Linked DNA regions of Mus musculus: region 2 is linked to region 1. A link is a contact called in public Hi-C data. All regions are on one chromosome and are shown on one strand. The core of a region is the stretch at or near the end of the contact, and the rest is flanking DNA. Distances in the headings are between cores, read along the strand shown.

Region 1 (3,089 bases), core at 123-2,622:
GGAATCATCTATGTGCCAAGGGTGACAGATGGGTATCCAAGGTTAAATGAACACAATTCAGTTCCAAGCCTGGCCTCTGGGGGAACACATGAGCACATCTGCCAGTTATGGACGACAAACTGTCCCCAGGTCTGACCATACAGCCACGGGAGCAATGGAATAATTGAGAGAACCCTGAGCAGACTGGAGACACCCAATGCCATTTCTCACGCGCACACGCACGCGTGTATGTGTGTGTGTGTGTGTGTATGTGTGTGTGTGTGTGTGTGTGTGTGTGTGTGTGTGTGTGTGAGAGAGAGAGAGAGAGAGAGAGAGAGAGACCTTACATGAGTGTGCTCCCAAATCTTCTTATCCAAATACATTTGCAAAACATTGCAAACACTATGTAGTTTTCCACATTGTCTGTCATCAGTGTCCATATTAACAGCCTCTAGCAGAAAAACCTGTTCCCACCCATCTCTAACCTGGCACTTCAGGACCCACATCTCCGCCACCCCCAGCATGGGCCACAGCACATGCATATTCAAGCACAGAAGCAGCAGAAAGCATCTTTTCACACCTCGTGAAACCATATTCTTCCAGGTGTTTCTGAGCACGTCTGACATAAACTCATAAGCCTCCACTTATTGAAACTCAGAAATGCCAACACCTGAGCCGTTCAGTCCAAACCATCAATCATGCGTTTAATATCATGGGCGACACAACAATTGTACTTTCTGTTTAGTTGCTGATGCTCAGGAGAGATAAAAGCACAGCAGCCATGCAGAGAAGCATCCACACTCCTCAAGGCCCCGCCGAGTGTGTGCCCTCCAGCTGCCCACCACTCCTTGGTGTCTGTCTCGTCTATGTCGATCCAGTCTATGCCCTGTGGTGAGTTATGTCTCCTCTAGCTCTCCTTAGAAGTCTCCCAAGGACTCAAACAAAAAGCCAAAATGTGCAAGAATTAGCTGGTAGAAGAGGCGTGGCTGGACGCAGAAGCCCAGCAGCCATTATCATCTCCTGTATGTAGTGAGTCTGCAGCCAAGCAAACCTGAGACCCACCAGAACACAGCCATCAAAGGAGTCCTTTCCCACTGAAAAATCCTGCTAACACTGACTAAGTCCCTTCCTCACACAAAAAACTTAACTCCTGTCAAGAGAAACACCAATGAATTCCTGAAGGTATCAATGACTGATACTTTTTCCTGAAAATAATTATATCGAAATGCTCTTCCTCGCCTATCTAATACTCCTAGCTCATCTGTCTTTATATATATATATATATATAACTAACCACAGACCAAAGAAACAATTCCACTGTGGTAAGAGTTACTTGTGGGAACATGTGTGACTCAGACAGCTGCCTAGGCAGAAAGCTGATAGAATCATGGAAGCTGAGTCCCTAGAGTTCCCTGTATGCCCTGGAGACAACTGTTTCACAAAAGAGGAAGGGGAGGGACCTGGTAAGTCACATGACTCTCCTGTGTCACTCATGAGCCATCAACAAGGAATGTTTCAACAGATTTTAGTCTACTCTGAGATTCTCTGTCATCTGTTTCACATATTCATACAGTGTGGTCATGTGATTTATCATAAAATATATTGTTGCCAGATTGTCATTGTTATTCATTTATGCAGCTCCATACTTAGTTAACTTGGAGACAAGGTCTCATGTATCCTAGGCTAGCCTCAACCTTTCTATGTAGTCAATCAAAGCTGATTCCCCCTGCCTCCACTTCCTGACCACTAGGATTACTATGCCACCATGCCCAGCTTATTCTGGCTGGGGATCAAGGGCTTTGCAGATGTTAGGCAAGCATTCTACCAACCTAGCTCCATCCCCCTACCTAACCTAGGGCTTAATACATACTGAAAGTATAAGAACTCTAGTGTGGAGCTATACCTCCATCCCTATATCAGATCAATTATGAATAAAAAAACCTTATTGCCTTCAGTGATTCCTGCCTTGTATTCATCCTTTCTGTATGAAGATCTGAGTCCCAGACCTGCCATTTTCTTCTCTCTAAAGAACTCCTAACATTCTGTCAAGGGCAATAGTCTCCCTTATCTTGTGTCTACCTGAGATAGTCTGTCTCCTCTTCTGTAGGATCGCTCTTAGGTCAGAGTCTTAGCTGGTGGTTGTCTTCTCAACACTCTACATGCTTGACCCTCCTGTACTCCGCTTGCATGGTTTCCATAATGACCCTGATATAATTTTTACTTCAATTCTTTGCTAAGAATGATACTTCCCTTTCTGGCATCTTTGAAGAACATTTTCTCGTCTTTGGCCCTTAGCATTCTGAATCTGGTGTGCCTACATGTACACTTTTGGGGATACCCCACTTGGTATTCACTGAGCTTCCTAGATCTGGGATTTGGCATCTGTCTCTAATTTTAGAAAGTTCTGACCCATGCTAGATGCAGATATTCTCTCTGGCCCTCCCTCCTTTTCTTCCTGGTTTCTGGAAACATGTGGGCTCTATCCTCACAGTGAGATCCATATGCTGGAGACATCATTGTCTGAGAAGCTGTGCAATACAGATAACCTGAGCTTACACTAGCCCAGACCCTGACCCTAGGACCCAGCATCTTAGTGCTTAGTGCTTAGTGCTTAGTGAGCAGTGAGCAGTGAGCAGTGAGCAGTGACAGCCTTTCTGTGCAGATTTTGCATGCAGAAGTCTGAGAGCTATTAGCAGAAGTGTGACCGTGACCTGGAGCCACATAGCATGCCACAGTGGTGACAGAGGAAAGGGGAGCTTTGACCACTGGGAACAACTGTGAGCCTGGAAAAAGTCAATAACACTTTGTACTGGGCCTCATGTGCCTTCAGTGAGGTCTAAAGAACGACATGATACTAAGTCCTAGTGTGCTACCTAGTCTTCTGCCTTCCCTTAACTCTTTTCCCAGACAGCAACCCCCATACTAGACTTTAAAATACCCTGGGAGCTAATTGAAGATGACTTTAGACCTGCTAAGCTAGAATCTCTACTAAATCATACTTAGCAAATCCCCTGGGTGTTATGACTCAGCCAGTGCATGACCTGGGGGTATGACATCACTTATGGAGCCTGAAAGTCTAGCCTGTGAGTTAAAGCTCAACACTACCCCAT
Region 2 (3,364 bases), core at 2-2,501, 180 kb before region 1:
ACCACACACACAAATACACATATGTATACACACACATACACACACATACATACCACACATACACAAACACACACACACACACACAAACACCACAGAAAAAAACACATACTCACATGCACACACACACAAAACACACACACACACCTCAGAGAGTTAATAATTGTCTCTCAGGTCACAGAGCTAGTATGTTGCTGAGCAGAATTTAAAGACCTGCCCAGCCTAGAGCCAATGTACCCTGAGCACGGAGGCCTCCTCTGCCCTGCTCCCCCTAACCAACATTCATATCCTCATGCACAGGCCCCACAGAGTGACAACTGATGAAGATTTCTGAGAGCTACAGTACCTCCTCCAAGCCCAGGCTATCTGCTTTGTTGTTCCAGAACAAGCACATTTGATCCACAGACCATTCTCTTGCCATGAGAGGATGTGCAAGCCTTCTTTAGTGGTAACTGGAGAGAAAGTGTGATAAAAGGCAAAAGTGTCCTTTGAAGAGAATTCCTATCAGCTAGCAGATGCAGCCGAGTGGCCGGAAACAGCACAAGCTGCCCATATGAAAGGCATCGGCACTTCTAGACTAATCAGTGCTACGGGAGGCACCTTGTGGCTGCTTTTTAGGCCTATGAGGGGCATAGCATGGACCATAAAAGAATTTTACATCATTAGAGACACAACAACCCACAACTGGTGGGCCACTGAGTCTTCCTCTCTTGGCCTCTGATTCCTTTCCCACAAGGATCCTTCCACTACCCTCCAGCTACCCTGAGTTTGCATTCACTGCCTTCTGATGCTCCGTAGTATCCCTCCACTCCCCAATGACAGACCCTCCAGTATCTATCCCTACCACCTTCTGACCCCTGAAGGACCCCTCCACAACCCTCTGATGCACTCCAAAGTATCCCTCCCCAACCCTCTGATAAGCCTCACAGTACCCCTCCCCCCATACACACACACACACACACACATTCTGGTGGCCACTGAGTAATTCTAAGATTCTTTCTATGACTTGTTGGGGATCTCAGAAAGAGAGTGTCTTTCCTAAGAAAAGTGCCAGCTACAAGGTAGGTCCATGTGTGAGCCTATGCCCTCTCCCAGGGATGCTCCAAAACAACAAATAGCCAACGGCACAGCAAAGAGGAAGTAATAAAGTCACTTCCAGTGTGTGGCCTGCTGCTCATTCTCTATGTGTGTCACAGAGAGACATTTCAGCAGTCCAGTGTGGGGTATGACATCATCCCCTTGTAGGGAGAAGATTATGTTAGAGAGGGCTCACCCAGTGGTGGAACTGAAAGCTAAAGTGGGAGGTGTCTGCCTGGGACTGTGAGGAGAGACGGGTCTAGATCTATAGACATTACATTGCTTTCCGTGGAATAGAGGAGGGCAAGGGCCCCAGGCTCATAAGGTGGGATTTCACAGACATCTTACGGTTCTGAGAGCTGCCTGTCTAGGAGGAACTGGGAGAAATTCTTCAACTCTGAGAACTTGCTGGAGAAAGGGTGTGTAACCTGGGCCCTGCTCCATTGAGTGTGTTTTGAGGTGTGCTGCAGCTTCTCTGATCTCCCACTTGCTTAGGAAACTGGATACAGCAGCCACCATTCTGAAATATTTGGGGAAAGAGTAAAAATGAAAGCTCTATCTATAATGCTTGGTAAATGCTAAAGTACCCCAAACACGGGAAGATTATTATTGTATATAACATAATCCAGAGACGGAGGATAGAATGACTTACAGTAGCATGGTTGTATCACCACAAGTAGATTATTCAAAGCTTGGGAGTGAAGTCTAGCTGCTTCTAGAGACCATTAGCTTTATGGGTTTCAGAAAGGCCTCAACCTGAAAAAGAGACCTGTCCATCCTTGTTCCCAGAGAAAGATTTCAGTGCCACAGCTCCACTTCCGGTAGTTTGATGGCTAGAGAGCAGGTCACAGCCAGCCTCCTGCTGGGAAGGCCCCAGTCAGGATGAGGAGTGAATCACAATACTGAAGAGGGCTGAGATTGAGAACTAGAAGCGGAAACTGTTCTTTTGTGTCAGACTGTGCTAGCCTTGAGATTCCAGGGGTCCCCTCAAAGGCAAACTCAAGAACGTTAAGCTCCTGTTGCTAATTTCTGTAACAGATTAGTTACTTAAAGACTAATCTTTTTATCAATGTTGCAAAGCTGTGTCCTTTCATCAAGTGAGAGATTGCATCCATTTTTGCCTGCGTGCATGGGTGTGTGTGTGTGTGTGTGTGTGTGTGTGTGAGAGAGAGAGAGAGAGAGAGAGAGAGAGAGAGAGAGAGCATGCAAATAGACTATGTAGCCACAAACCCCTGGGATCTAGCTGATTCTATACCCACAATACTGGAAGAATAAGCAGTTATCACCATGCTTGTCTTCTTCATACGGGTTTGGTGTCTCAAACCCAGAGCCTCATATTTACAAAGCTGAGCCACATCCTCAGCCCTAGCACCAATCTTTAACAAGCTCATTCACTCAGGGTCTCTTTAGGGAAGACTCCATAAACCAGTTTGTTTGCTCTCTGTGACTATAACATGTGCCTGAGGCAGTCAGCAGGGAGGAGGGGGGGCAGAGACAGAGACACAGAGAGAGACAGACAAAGAGAGACAGAGAGAGAGAGACAAAAAAGAGAGAGAAAGGGACAGAGACAGACAGACAGACAGAGAGGAGAAAGAGACAATGGACAGAGAGAAGAGAAAGATTGAGAGAGAGAGATAAAGACAGAGACAGAAAAACAGAGAGAAGAGAGAGAGATAGAAAGAGAGACAGATTTACCCTAGAGGTTGCAGTCAATGATTTGTGCAAGCTCATTGCTTTTGGACCTCTACCAGGAAAGTCACATCACAACTGGGTCATTTGCCAAAGCTAAAAAACCTGGAAGCAAACCAGAGAAAAGGGAGGCATGCCCCCAAATAACATAGTACCCCACTTCTAAAGATTCTACTACCTTTTAATAGCTCCCAGATAGGAACATTCCAGATCCAAAGCACAGCACTCAGCATAGGCCCCACGGAGTACTCTATAGAGTCTTCTTACCGTGCTGTGGAGCCTGCCTCCTAAAGCAGCAGACTGACTAGACCACCATCTTATACTGGCACCTATTAGAGAGATTCCCTAATGTCAGAGCAAAGTGCTTGCCAGGTAGAACACAAATATACTAGCCCCACCCCTCCCTCAAATGAGAAGAAGGCAGGGTGTTGTTCCACATAACAAGTATATCTGCCCAACCTCAGTGACATGGGGGTATGACACTTATTGAAAGCTATAAAAATTCAGAGGATGGCAAGTTCACAAAGATATCTGGGCATGATTAAGGAAGCCCGGAGGAGACCAGTGAGAACTCACTTGGCCTCTTATGCTCCTTGATATT

Evidence for each region. A called contact is a pair of places that touch in the nucleus more often than the background predicts.
Region 2: a contact with region 1 is called in a Hi-C map of bone marrow-derived macrophages, with 3 times the contacts expected there. The contact joins two enhancer-like sites. A contact is called at or near these places in 1 of 15 datasets of contacts at CTCF or cohesin (the NIH/3T3 cell line), 34 of 484 Hi-C or Micro-C datasets (the AML12 cell line, CD4 T cells, DN3 thymocytes and 22 more) and 1 of 115 datasets of contacts at active chromatin or transcription factors (the NIH/3T3 cell line).

Annotation. Positions count from the first base shown.
Region 1 is chr1:193,398,869-193,401,957 of GRCm38.p6, reverse strand. No RefSeq gene overlaps it. Among named protein-coding and RNA genes, the nearest start is that of Camk1g, 30 kb to the right of the region's middle. Within about 2 kb of position 1,372, at least 43 of the 459 cell types and tissues checked have an H3K27ac peak or open chromatin away from gene starts, as enhancers often do. A contact at or near this core is called in bone marrow-derived macrophages, where this site is marked.
Region 2 is chr1:193,578,463-193,581,826 of GRCm38.p6, reverse strand. No RefSeq gene overlaps it. Among named protein-coding and RNA genes, the nearest start is that of Mir205hg, 70 kb to the right of the region's middle. Within about 2 kb of position 1,251, at least 15 of the 459 cell types and tissues checked have an H3K27ac peak or open chromatin away from gene starts, as enhancers often do. A contact at or near this core is called in bone marrow-derived macrophages, where this site is marked.